2 separate regions of the Mus musculus genome follow, and region 2 is linked to region 1. A link is a contact called in public Hi-C data. All regions are on one chromosome and are shown on one strand. Each heading gives the region's core, a stretch centred on a gene start, on an enhancer-like site or on the middle of the called end of the contact. The rest is flanking DNA. Distances are from core to core; before and after follow the strand shown.

Region 1 (7,120 bases), core at 1,993-4,492:
AATCTAAAGGCAATCTAAGTATATGAAAGACATGTATAGGTTTTCTATAAGGAACGTGAGTACGTGTAGATTCTGGTGTCTGTGGGGGAGAGGGAGCACTGGAACCGTTGCCCGGCACATACTGAGGGCGGACTCTGTACCTACTTTCAAGCTATTCAAGCTACAGGGTGGCATTAAGAGCAGCTTCGGTTGCCATGAAAATGAGAACACCTCAGTTGAAATGACAACTTTGTCATCTTGCCATACCCTATAATCAACCTGGGAAGAGAGTCACAATGAGGGACTTCTACATTGAGTTAGCTTGTCTGTGGAGATTGTCTTAATTAAGTTCATTGACGTAGCAAGACCCAGCCCAGTGTGGGTGGATCCACTCCCTAGGCAGGAGGCCCTGAACTGTATAGGAGTCAAGCTTTGTACAAGCAAGCAATCATGTGTGTGCATTCATTTCTCTCTGTGCTTGACTGTGGATATAATGTGCCTGGCTGTTTGAAATTCCTGCCTTGTCTGTTCCTTAATGATGGACAGGAACCTAGAAGTTAAAGCAAACTCTTTCAGAGTATTTTATCACAGCAACAGAAATGAAAGTAGAACAGCTGGAGTCCCTCCTATGACTGAGCAGAATGCCTACCTTGCTCCTTGATATTCTTGTACTGTGTGGACTCTGTTGTAGCCAGACTTTTGGCTACTTCATGGGTTTCTATTTCTACCACCCGTCTCGACCCTTAACCCTTCCAATCTCGAAATTCTGGTGAGGAGAGAAAGAAGGCTAGAGGCGAAAGGGAGCATCCATAGATACCATTAGACTATTTCCTGCTGCTTAGGGGCATCGAGTTCCTTGGGGGAGATTTTGAGCTTCATTTTTAGGATATCTCCAACCAGGAACCAGCAACCAGCAACTCACAACCAACAACCAACAACCAACAACCAACAACAACCAACAACCAGCAACCAACAACCAGCAACCAACAACCAACAACAACCAACAGCCAGCAACTCGAAGCCAACAGCAGCAGCAGCCATCTACAGCAGGAGGAACAGCAAGCTCTATACTCCTCTCAGAGCTCTTGCATCTATATACCCTCCCTCCCAAGAGTCCCCAGAATTCCACATCTCATACATTTGTCAAAACTATCTGCAGCTGGCAAACTCATGCCCCTCCCAGAGCATGAGGCAAATCAGTCTGCTGTTGTGGACAATCTGAAGCAGCCCCATATCCCACACCTTGGGATTGAAATATATTCCCATAACATTCCTATGTTTTTAAAGAGACCCAAATTCTCATTACACTTGTTTATGTGCCTCAAACATTCAAGTACAAATGGGACTGAAGAAATGGCTCAATCCATCAGCAAGTAGAAGAGCCAAGTTGTATTCCCAGCATGTTCTACCCAGCCAACGACTGTCTGTAACTTCCAGCTTCAGTGGATCCAGCGCCCTCTTCTGGTCTCTGTGGACACTGCATGCACAGGGTGCACATACATACATACATACATACATACATACATACATACAGGCAGAACACTCAGACACATAAAATACAGGGTGCACATACATACATACAGGCAGAAATCTCAGACAGATAAAATACAGGGTGCACATACATACATACAGGCAGAACACTCAGACACATAAAATACAGGGTGCACATACATACATACAGGCAGAATACTCAGACACATGAAATAAAAAAATCTTTAAAAAATTTCAGGTACTGAAATCTTGCTCCACAAGATGATAATACTATGAGACCTTCAAGAATCTCCTTAATGGCATTAGTGCCACTAGGAAAGCGATCTGAGAGAAACCCTTTACCCCTTCCACTATGTGAAGACACAATTGTCATCTATGAGTCAGGAATGAGGCTCCCACCGTGGGACACTGAATCTGCCAGTTTCTGACCCTGGACTTCCCAATCTTCAAAACTATGAGAACGATACTCTGATTTCTGAGTTACCCACTCCGTGGTATTTTGTCACCACAGCCCCAGTAGACAAAGACAAACACTAACCCTGATGTATAGAACCACACATGTCAGGTGTTTGGGAGCCAGACTGTCACACTGGGTTGTTACACTGATAATAATGTCTGGGGAGCTTGCCTTCCCAGGGCAGTCGTGGAGCTAACTAGAATCAGGTTGGCAGCTGGTGTGTGCTGGCAGTCTGAGAGTGTGTGGGCAGAAAGGGGGCAGCCTGATGTCTTTTCTGGAAACCAGACCATTGTCACAGACTCTACAGTAGTCCAGTGTTCCCTTCCTCTCCCCCTGCTCATGGGGAGTAAGAAAACCTGGGCACTGTGAGGGGTGACAACCTCAAAGTTTCCTCAAATCTCTCTTGTTGAAACACAAGGCTGTGCTATACTCACGAGTCCTCTATAACACAAGGCCACTCCAGTCTCCCTGGGAAGAGAGGATACCTCCTCTAGAAGGGTCCAGGCCGCCTGACAGGAGAGCAAGGCTTCAGCCTGGCTTCCCATTAAATCCACTGCTGCTGACCAGCCTCAAAACACCTGCACCTTGCCTTCCTGCCACAGCAAAATGACACAGACCACATGTGGAGGACCTTCGAAAATAAATAGCTGACATAGAAGTGTGTGATCCAGGACTGCCCTTTGGGATTCCCTTATGACACATGTCCTGAAGTCTGCACGGGAACTGAAGACCAGGGCTCCACTCCAAATGCGTCACTGAATCTGCAGCCCAGCCCAGATCTCCTCTTTGCCTTCAGCTGTCTTCTGGGCCTCTCTCTGTTTTTCTGACTGCAGGACTGACATCTGTACTACAGGGATGCCCTGGGAGGGTAGAATCCACCATGTGTGAGGATCCAGGGGCCTTGGCAAGCTCCTCCCAGTACTGAGGAGCTGAGCGACTAGAGAAGCTGAGCCAACCTATAGCAAGGTGTACTAGAAGCAGGGGAGGGCTGTGATGAATTGTTTCGGTCCCTTCAGAGCTGTGACTGCCAGATGTGAAGCCTTGCTAGGTCTCACTCCTGTTCTCCAAGCCCTGCCTATCCAGATGCCTCCGATGGCCAGGGCTGGGGAGAGAGAAGAGACGTCAGAGCCATAGAGAAGACAGCAGCAGCGGTAGTGCGTTTCATCTCTGAGACAGTCTCATCCTTCCATGGGGGAAAATGGCCCAAGCATTTACTCTTCTCTGAATGTTTGTTGAGCTCAACATGCAGGCCCAGTGGGAAACCATGTAATAGAACATTGTCTTCCAAGTTCTGAGCTGTCTCCCAGGACTCCAGAAGGCCAGTGTGGCTGCCTGCCCAGCAAGAGCCCTGCACAGCTTTCTGCAGTACTGTTACATCCTCACCGTTTAGGATCCGCTTGCTTTTCAGACAGTGGACAAACAGCTCAGACAGAAATGCTTTGCTGTGAGAGGGTGCTGGGTCTGGATTAAGGATTCCAGGTTCTAGTTTCCCTTGCACTGTGTCTCAGCAATTTCATATCTGCAAAGAGAGATGAGCAATGTCTGCTCTGCTTGCTATGGGAACAAATGAAACGGAAGTTACCAGATTGGTTTAAACAGGGACAAAATGATGTAATTATGGAATACAGTGTTGGGCATTCTCTGATGCCTACAGGAAGCTGCTATGGTCATCTTTATAGGACCACTAGGCAGTGGGTCACCATCCAGGACCTGTGACACCTGTGTCACTTAGGAGGAGCACAATGCTATAGGATGGCTTAGTTTTGTTTGGTTGGGTTTTTTAACATAAAAATACTCAAATACAAACCCCAATATACAGTGTTGAGAATAATCTAATAATTATTCTCAGGGCACTCTCCCTCCTAATGAACTTACACTCAATTTCAGACCTTGGGTCCCAGGTTTTGCAGCAAGGACAGCCTAGACTCCCAGCCTCTTTTCCCAGAGAGGAGGCTGACGCTATCCTGTCTTGTTTGTTAGGTAGTAAATTCCGAACTTACTCCTTGATGAGTTTTTCCAGCTGGGAAGACTGTGTGAGCTCCTGGGGCTAGAGCCAGCTTTGATGTCTCTGGTTCTGTCCCCACACAGGGTAAGATTGGCTTCAGCATCTCTTTGTTTGGGCATAGACACCTCTCCTGAGGGATGTATCCTGTAAGTGGTTTGATCTCAAGGCTGGCACATGGTCGAGCTGTCACAGCTGCAGCTGCCTTGGCCACACACCCCCATACCCCAATTAGGAGTTTTCCAGCCACTTAACTCCACCATGGGCTAGGAGCCAAAATGAACAGTCTCTTGTGGGTCCTTAGAGCTCTCCTCCTTCCCCACCGCTCTGGCTGACTGTCACTCAGTAGCAGAAGGTAGGAGTCAGGGACAAGATGACAGGCCCCAGGCACTTCCTCCCCCAACTCTACCTCCCTTGTCACAAGAGCAGCATGTCCCTTCAGGAAGAAACCTCTGGGACTCTAGGTGACAGGGTTTTTAGTTGGCATTTGTGCAGGGTTACCCAGCATAGAGGAACAACGGCCACATGATGCTGCAGACAGCAAAACTCAGCTAAGAGTCAAAATGCCTGAGGAGACTTCCCAACCCAGCCCCACCCAAGGTCCAGTGGCCATATGCCCAGGCCTTGGATTACAAGCTTTAGTAGTTACTGTCTGGCTCTAGACAAGGTAGTTACTACCCTCTCTGAGCCTTGGTGTTACTGTCTGAAAAAGAGATAAAAGAATGTGCTGTGCCCACCCTGTTGTTGGATAAGGACTTAATGAGCATGGTAATAAAAGTTGAGTTAGCCAAGTGCTTGGTAAACAGTAGGTACTTACCAAGTGAAGCTATCATCATTATTCAGTCGGTCTGTGTTTAGCAGCCTCCTATCACTGTGGCAAACACTCGAGGTAACAATCGAGACATAAAAATAGGTTTAATTTGACTACCACATTGGAAGGTTTCAGTCCAGGTCAGTTGGCTCCGTGCTCTCTGGCTTAAGAGCTCAGGTAGAGCTTTTAACATAGAGCAGGTTCCCCAGGAGGGAAAGTGCCCTGGGATTAATCACTAGACAGTTTTCATGGCTCGAGGTAGAATGTTCTGGAAGGCATGGATGGAGGCAAAACTCCTCACCTCTTGGTCAAAAGTGAAGAAAAGGATAAAGGAGCAGGAACCCCCACATCCACTTGAAAAGGAGGGCCAAACACCTCACTGTGACAAAGTACCGAGGCAAACAACTTGCACAGGGGAGAGGTTAATTTTGGCTCATGCTCTCAGAGGTCTCAGCTCAGGGTCTGGACTGAATGCCATGTGGGAGCAAATGGTGAAGAAACTGCTCCCCTCAGGGTGTCAGGGAGACAGAAAGGGGCTGGAGGGAAGCAGAGACCCAACAGTCCCTTCAGGGACGCCTCTTCATACACTTACCTTGAAGGTAGGATTTAACTGTTTTCATCTGGGGAAACCCAAAGCATTCAGTCGGTGGCACATGGGGGATCTTGGGGATGTAAGGAAGGTGATACGGTCCTGCACTGAAGGGAGCACCGAGGGAGACGAGGCCTCTGTGTCACAAGCACAGAATACACAAGACAAGTGGCATGGGGAGATGCTACTGACACCCGTGCTCCGTGTGTAGGTAGCAGGGGGAGAGAATGGCAGGGCCGAGTCTGGACAAGCTGGTGAGTCTGAGGGTCTGTGGAGCCGAGAGAGAGGCCTGATGTCATAGGAAATGGTACACGGGCTTTGTACTCTCATGGACCTCAAAGTCATCCTTGTGCTTAGAGAGGGCTAGGTGGTTGTGGACAGAACCAACTCACAGAAGGTCTTGTGTGTGTACCCAGTAGTTAGGTTTTGCAGTAGATACTTGGTCAATACTGTAACTGAACTAAAGGATGGCCCCAGTTCTGAAGGATTTTCTGAAGACATGGGGTCCCTCTGGGTAACATGGAGAGAGGATCCACAAGAAGATTCACCCCTAGAGGCTTGATCCAGGGTGGGGAGACAAGACCTCCAGTTCTGGGGAAAGCAGAAGAACAACACAGTGCGGGTGTGGCTGATCTACCAGATGGGGAAAGAAGGGAAATGAGGTAGGTCTGTGTAGTAGGGACCCAGAAAGCAGACATGACCAGTCAGCAACATCCAGGAAAGACACAAACTAAAAGAGGGATTCCCTCTGTTGTAGAGATCCTTAGGGTCAAAGGTCAACTTCCTTTCCTTCTCGAGGGATTCTTCCGCCCTTGGACACACCCTGGGCCAGGCTCTATGCAGGGAGCAGGGAGTGAGGTACATCAATAGGCCCTACCTCTCTGCACGAGGCACTCATAGGCCTAGAACAGGGTAGAGATGAAGGCACAGGAGAGCTACACAACCCTCTGGAGCCAAAGTCACCACTAAAATCCAAGTGCTGCTATATGAGATGTAGCTTTGGCTCTGTCATGCCCAGATCCCCAGAGGAGAGCTCTGACGGGCACATCCATGCTAGCAAAACCCTCTCTGAGGTCAAGAGTTAGGTACACACTCTGTAAAGAGGCCCAAGGTGAGGATGAAGGAGGTGGAGAGGCAGATGGACCTCTTGTCCTCTAGCCACTCCTCTGTGAGGCTGAGCAGCTTGGTGAATTCAAAACAGGAACTCAGACAGTGCAGTGCTGCTCTTCAGCCCCCAGCCTTCAAACAGAGGACTTCTGCTTAGCAGTTCCTGCAGTTCCTAGATCTCCTATTCCCAGGAGACAGCAGGGGTGAGAGGAGCTGGCTGTACCAATCTTCCCTCCAGATTAGCAACCGCAAAAGCATCCGTCAAGGTTGCTTCAAACCAAGCCTTGGTCTCAGTACCAAGAGCCAGCATATGGACTCCACCTTTCCAGGGACCAAGCATGTGGCTGTGAACAGACAGGAGGCCCGCGTCCCAGCAGTGGGCCAGAAGGCTGGTAACAAACAGGAGGATGAGCCCCCAACAAGCTAGAGCTGGGAAGAGTGGAGTGCCAGGCTGAAGGGAGCCAGTTTGCTTTGCTTTATTCTCTCCCACCGTCCAGGTCGCTGACCCATTTTGGTTTCACAGAGCAGTCCAGGCAGAGTCCCAAGATGGAGTCCCAGCAATCCAGGGTGGACCAGTTCTTCCTTGCAAACATCTGTGGTCCTTGATGTCCTGCCAGAAACAATGGCTTCCTTTGAGAGTGAAATTGAAAGGCCGAGACCCTATTTGATACCACAAACGCTGTT
Region 2 (7,058 bases), core at 327-2,826, 200 kb before region 1:
GCAGCACGGAGCCCCAGCACAATGTGACCAGCTCTGCCTGCCGTCTGCGCCACCGATTTATTTATTATTATGAGTACACTGTAGCTGTCTTCAGACACACCAGAAGAGGGTGTCAGATCTCATTACTGGTGGTTGTGAGTCACCACGTGGTTGCTGGGATTTGAACTCAGGACCTTCAGAAGAGCAGTCAGTGCTCTTAACCACTGAACCATCTCCAGCTTTTTTTTTGGGGGGGGGCGTGTCTCTCTTCTTAAGGCTTCCATAAAACCTTTGAATACCCTTGGACTGAAGGTAAAACACAGATAAACATAAAATAATAGAAAAACAACAACAGAAAAAATAAGGTGGAATGCAATTGAGGAAGGCACTTGATGTGACTCTGGCCTCCACATACATACATACATACATACATACACACAAACATGCAAACATACAACACACACAGTTGTGTAAGGATCAAAAGAAGAAGTAAACAGGCTAGTGTTTCATAAACCACAAGCACTCCACAAGTGGGAAGGTTAAACACACACTCTTCAGAAATTGAAGGTTTCTTAGTGACAGGAGCTGCCATCTTTTGAATACTAACTGTGAGCCAGGATGTTACATCTGTCATCTTATTTAATCCTGGCGAGCTCTGTGGAGATGTAAGTGGTTCTGTCTCCCTGCTTTAGGATTAGGAGACCGGGACCATGCTCAGTCAGAGCCCTGTTTCTCCCACCTGCTTACTTTGTCATCCTTGGAGTCTGGGTTTGGGCTATGGTGACTCATCCCTGAGGAGTCATGGAGAGGATGACAGGCAGGACAAGTCCTGGCCCCTGGTCCCAGTTTTCTCTCTCTCCATCCCCCGCAACTGGAGTCTGGGGCAGCTCAGAGGCACAGAGTCCCCGAGCTTCTGGAGACACGGGTTCATGCATGTAGCCTTGGCTGGCCTCAAATTCACTTCCTGGCTAAAGATAACCTTGAACTTCTGATCCTCCTGCTTCTGCCTCTTGAGTGCTGAGATTGCCATACCCAGCCTACGGGGCACTGGGGTCAGAACCCAGGGTCTTGTGCATGCTAGGCGAGAATTCTACCTCTCCCCACTCATTCCCCAGTCCCTGCCTTCATGCTTCAGAGGGGTTTCTGAGAATCTCCTCCAGTTAAGCTTAGTTCAGGTCTTGGTGTTCCTGCCTCTGGTCCTGTCACTGTGCTGTGGGATACGTCCCATGACCTGGGTCACCCTGCCCTCTGTCTTGAGAAGTGAGGTTGCTTTGCTTTTCACAGTCCTTCAGGATGGCTGCCATGCTCTCTCGGAGCAGATCACTCACACAGTCTCTGAGGTGGGGTGGAGACAGCTGCTGTAGGGGGACTCGGGGACAAGGTAGAGGCAGTGGGGGGGAGCCCTGAATGCCTCTCTGGGTTGAGAACTCCCTGGTGGCTGCTCCAGGCCTGTTAAAAGGGCCCTGAAGCTCTGAGTGTTCATCACCACCCCAGCTCACCGGGGGCTGGAACATTCACTCCCCCACAGTAGGGAAGGTGGAGAAGTTGCTGAACGGCAGTTTCCTTCTTTGCTATGTATCTCTGTAGATGAGTCATTTTCTCTCCTGCCTGCTCTGTTCCCTCCCTTTCTGGATCTGGGTAGGATCACTATTGAGTCTGGCTGCCCAGGTCTCTGTTTAAGCCTTGGGCTTCCCTGGGTCTCAGCCATCCATATCTTTGTGCAGTCTCCTGAAACATCCACCAAGTAGCTCCTCTGTCAGAAACAGTGCCAGGTACTCAGGAGACAGGGGCATGACTCCTGTATACAGCTTGTGGTCAAGTAGGAGAGAAGAATGTTATATGTAAAACCATATAATCCAGGATTCAATCAACACCAAGTGTGTGTCATAAGCAAGAAAGTAGCCTGACCTGTAACCCCAGCTACTAGAGAGGCTGGGGAATGAGTAGCCCTGGCAGAGACAGAGAAGTCTCAGGGCCAACCTGAGTAATTGTGATGTTTGATCTTTATTGTCACTGTGACGGGATTTAGACTCACCTAGGGGACACAACTCTGGGCATGTCTGTGAAAATGTTTCCAGAGAGGTTTAGCTGAGAAAGGAAGAGTCACTCTGAATGTGGGTGTCAGGGGTGAGGGGCCAACACCTTGGCTGAATAAAAGGGGAATAAGGAGAAAGCCAGGTGAGTGTTGGCTTTCTCTTTCCTCCACTTTCTGGTCTTCTAAGATGTGACCATCTGGCACGCACTCCAACTCTTCCACCAGGACTTCCCTGCCACAGTAAACCACGTACCCTCAGACGGAGTCAAAGGAACCTTTCTGCCCTTCACCTGTTTCTTGTCAGGTCTTTGATCACATCAATGAAAGTGAGAAGAACAGCTGACACAGCAACTTAGTGAGATTCTGTCTCGCAGAAGGCCCCGGGTGTCAATGTCTGTTAGTGGGATGGAAAGCCAGGCTCACACGTGTAATCCCAACACCCAGGAGGCTGGGTTAGAAGGACTGACGTGGCTTTGAAGACCAGACTGGGTTACAGAGTGAGTTCTAGGCCCGCCTAGGCTAGAGTGAGGACCTGTCTCAAGAACTGTGCTGGGCAGGGGGGTGGGCTGTGGGTGTGTGGGAGTTGGGGGTCTGCTAGCTCAGTTGATAAAGTGTTTGCTTGCTAGGCAAGCTTGAAGAATTGAGGTCAGACCGTCCCGTCCCCCCCCCCCCCGCCCCCAGGGGAATCAGCTTGGGCTACATTGTAAGACCCTGTCTCAAACAAGAACAAAAACAAAAATAGTAAAAAAAAAAAAAAAAAAAAAAAAAAAGCTATCTATACATTTAACATAAATGCATCTTGTTTTATGTAAATTATATGTTGATAAAACTGATTCTGGGAGAGAGCTCTTTTCAGCCTTAATTTGAGTATAGCCTCTCTCATCCAAATAAAGAGACTTTTAACCATTCACACAAACAAAACACGGCAGAAACGGCTGGCAATTAGATTTGCCTCTTTTAAGAGCCAACCCTCTGGCCCGTGGGTGGAGACAGCACAGGTAGGAGGGGGGAGCCTGAGAAAGCTTGAAGGCAGGGTATGGGGTGTGGGGGTGGAGAGGAGGCCTTGGAGGGGCCTCTGCTCTCAGCTGGAACCTGACCTTTGCCTTCAGCTGGGCATGGTGCTGCCAGAGACTGTTTCCAAGTCAAATCAAGGTACCAGGGAAGGACCAGTGTTCTCAGAGACACACATCCGTGAAGGGGGCATGCTTCTGGGGCTCCTGCATCCTGTGTTGTGTGCCCAGGCACTCAGGTCTCAGGTTTTCACTCCTGCAAACTCACATCCAAGTTCACGTTCTGACTCCCAGGCCCATGCGCACCTCCCGCTGGGCTCCACGGAGCTTCTGCAGCCCGGAGGACTCCAGTTCAATGCCGACTCCTTTGCTCACGCATCAGCCACGAGGAGACTGTCAAGGAGACAAAGCCACAGTAGCAAGGGGGCCTGCCTCTTGGTTGTGGAGACCGGTGGAGAGGAGGAGTGGGAGGCTCTCTGTGCTCTGTTCCGGCACACCCTCAGCACTCCGCCGTGATTCATGAACCGAATTCACTCACACTTCCATTCACACTCCAAAATTAGCTGAGGGCGTGTCGGGCAAGGTAATTCATCCCTTCACCTAGTCATTCATTTGCTCAGCGCCTCTCTTCCTGCACTGTCCCGGGTACCCACCCTTTCTCCAGCCTACCGCCCATATGGGCAGCTCAAGAGACCAAAGTTGCCAGGTTCTTGTGGCAGCATGGGTCCAGCCCTCCATCTCAAACCTGTGCAGAATGGCAGGGGTTGGGACACAGAGTTCAGGCTAGCTCTTTCTATCAGCCACTCTTACGGTTCCGCACCTGGTCCCCAGGAGCCAGGCTTGCTCCCATCCCTCCCGGGAAGCTTCCATAATTGGCTCAATTAATCGGCTCAGTTCGTTAGCATCTTCTGGGTGAGTGCCTCAGCTTCTTTCCCGCCTGGCCCCTGCCAGTGGGCTTTGCCCAAATCTTCTACTGAATGCCAGGTTCAGTGATAGTCACCAAGACAAGAGCAGAGCTAAGAAAAAAAGGGGGCCCTGCCTTGATACACTAACTGCTGGGGGAAGGGAGCCAAGCTGAGAGCAAGAGGTCTTGTCCTCTGTCCTGGAGGAGCAGTTATCTGACACTGCCTGTCCCTCGTACCTGACCCTGACCCTTGCTGCCCTGTACCTTCATCTGGTTCAATCCACCTTCTCAGGAGGCCACCACACGGAGTGGCCAGGCTCTGCTTGTCCCTTCTCTGCTACCCTTTCTGTGTATCTGGAGGCAAGGGACAAGGGACAGGTAGTTTGTCAGTTGTTCCCAGACTGTTGTCACTGTCCGTTGTTTTTGCTGCGTGTCTGTTTGCTTGTTTCATCTTTGGAGACAGGGTTTCAGGTAGCCCAGACCAGCTTCAAACTACTGAGGAATAATCTTTACCTTCCAAGTGCTGGGATCAACGGTGTGTGTCAGTACAACTGGCTTATTTTTAGCTACATTTTATTTTTATAGCATTTATTTAACTGAGGCTCTCAGACAATCCTTTGAGTTCAGTACTGTTTCTCTCTTCATCAAGTAGGGGTCTGGCTGGTGCAAATGAGCCACCACTTGAACATACACATACAGAGCTTAGGCTTGGAGGTGACAAGCTGGACTGTTGTGTATCCTTATCTCCAAGGAGGGCGCTTTGGTTTCTTGTGCATCTCTTAGCAGTCTAAGCCTCTTCATTTCCCCTGCCCACTGGGCTGCTGGTCACTTTCTATCGACCCTTGGTATTTCTAGCCAAGCTCCTATGCCAGAGGCCACCCACTCCTTAGCCACCACACCTCTGCTGTCCAAGGATCTGATATGTGGCAGAGCTTGGCCTGGTTCTTCAGGAGCACGTGGGAGTCCATGGGAAGAGCAAGGCCACCTCCCAGCTAGGACAGTGATGGTGGCAGAGGATGCCTGCTTGTCTAGTGATTCCCTGGAGAAACCCTGAGATGAGGAAAGAGGGGAGGGGATGGAGTTTGGGGGAAGAGTGTGACCTTTGAATTCCACTCTTAATTCATACTCCTCAGCATATGACACATTATGGTAGTAGGATTTGGAAAATAAAATATATCGCAGTGGGCTTGAATAGTCCATCTCCCCAAGTTAAGTCCACACTCAGAACATAGGGGCATATATGTCTATCCTGAGCAGGACACAGAGGCACACATCTTTAATCACAGCACCTACCTAGGAGGCAGAAGCAGGTGGATCTCTGAGAGTTAAAGGCCAGCCTGCTCTACAAAGTGAATTCCAGACTGTCCAGGGCTACATTGTGATAATCTATCTTGAAACAAACAAACACACACACAAACAAACAAACAAGAGCATATCTTGATTTGTAATTGGGGGTCTTTGCATGGCAGGGAAGATGGATCAGTGGGGTAAAGGCACTTACCACCAACCCTGACGACAAGAGTTCAAATCCCAGGACAACACATGGTGGAAAGAGAGAACCGAGGCTCCTGTAGGTTGTCCTCTGACTTCCATACACACACACACACACACACACACACACACACACACACACTTCACGCTCTTTTTTTCCATTTTTTATTAGGTATTTAGCTCATTTACATTTCCAATGCTATACCAAAAGTCCCCCATACCCACCCACCCCCACTCCCCTACCCACCCACTCCCCCTTTTTGGCCCTGGCGTTCCCCTGTACTGGGGCATATAAAGTTTGCGTGTCCAATGGGCCTCTCTTTCCAGTGATGGCCGACTAGGCCATCTTTTGATACCGCTCTTTTTTTAATAAAAAAAAAAAAAGCTGGATGTGTGATAGACTCCGTTAAGGCCAGCACTTGGGAGAAGGAGACAATGTCAAGCAAATCTCTGTGAATTCAAGGTCAGCCAGGGCTAGTCTCAAAAAAAAAAAAAAAAAAAGAAAGAAGAAGAAGAAGAAGGAGAAGGAGAAGGAGAAGGAGAAGGAGAAGGAGAAGGAGAAGGAGAAGGAGAAGGAGAAGGAGAAGGAGAAGGAGAAGAAGAAGAAGAAGAAGAAGAAGAAGAAGAAGAAGAAGAAGAAGAAGAAGAAGAAGAAGAAGAAGAAGAAAGTCTTTGTAGGCATGTTTAACCCAGGGAAGACATCCTGGATTCCCAGGGAAGAATCTCAGTTCAATTACAAGTGTCTTGAGAGGGGCACACAGAAGACCGGGGAAGGCCTGGCAGTGCTGGGCTGGAACTCTAGGCTGTACAGACCCGGGAGTGTCTGGAATTCCTGGAAGGAGGGCTTAGAGGGAGGATTCTCCAGTGGGCTTGGAGATAGACGGTCAACCCTTCTGACACCTGGGTTTGGGATTTCTGGCTCAAGAACTTTACAGAATGAAATTTCGTTACTGCTAACTAGTTTGTGGCCATTGCTTTGGCCAGAGGAAAAACACAGTCACCTTCATTAAAACAGAGTACCGTTCTAAACCGCAGCTCAAAAGACACCTGTGCCATCCAGACTGAGACCAGGGGCAGCCTGGTCTTGGCAGGTAGAGAGAGGCGGGGGACCCCAGGCAGTGCGTGTCCTGCCTCCTGCCAGGCTTTTAGTCTGTGCAAGTTGGTGGCTGCCAGCATGGCTCTGTCCTGATGTTCTCAGCAGCCCCTTCCAGAGCAGGCTGGGGGCTTTTTTCCTTTCCATATAGCAGGGAGACACTGAGAACATCTTCAAGGAAGTTGGGAGGCCTGCTTGGGAGTACCAACACAGTTGGGCCTGGCTTCCTGGGCCAGATGCCTCCCTAAGGCTGACTTGGTCTCTTTGGCACCAATTCTTGCTGGAGCAGTCCGAAATGAGTCATGGTTGGGGGAGGGGAAGCCCAGAACCTTTCTGGGGTGGTGACATGTGGCTCGCTTCTGAGACTTTGCTGTGGGCTGAGCATCTGTGCCCCACCACCATTAACATTAACATCCTAACCAGAAGAGTGAGGTACTTGTCAGCAAGACTTGGGGAGGTGATGGGGTCACAAAGGGGGAACCTTGCACAGACTCATGTCCTGAAGGACCCTAAAGAACCCCCCTCTCACCTGTCCCATGAGGATTC

Evidence for each region. Hi-C and Micro-C count contacts between places; a contact is called where the count stands out from the background.
Region 2: a Hi-C map of cerebral cortex shows a contact between it and region 1, with 4 times the contacts expected there. The contact joins two enhancer-like sites. A contact is called at or near these places in 4 of 484 Hi-C or Micro-C datasets (the N1E-115 cell line, cerebral cortex, epidermal suprabasal cells and 1 more).

Annotation. Positions count from the first base shown.
Region 1 is chr9:43,478,418-43,485,537 of GRCm38.p6, reverse strand. No RefSeq gene overlaps it. Among named protein-coding and RNA genes, the nearest start is that of Gm36855, 39 kb to the left of the region's middle. Within about 2 kb of position 3,242, at least 43 of the 459 cell types and tissues checked have an H3K27ac peak or open chromatin away from gene starts, as enhancers often do. A contact at or near this core is called in cerebral cortex, where this site is marked.
Region 2 is chr9:43,675,954-43,683,011 of GRCm38.p6, reverse strand. It overlaps the pseudogene Gm5364. Among named protein-coding and RNA genes, the nearest start is that of Gm29961, 34 kb to the right of the region's middle. Within about 2 kb of position 1,576, at least 28 of the 459 cell types and tissues checked have an H3K27ac peak or open chromatin away from gene starts, as enhancers often do. A contact at or near this core is called in cerebral cortex, where this site is marked.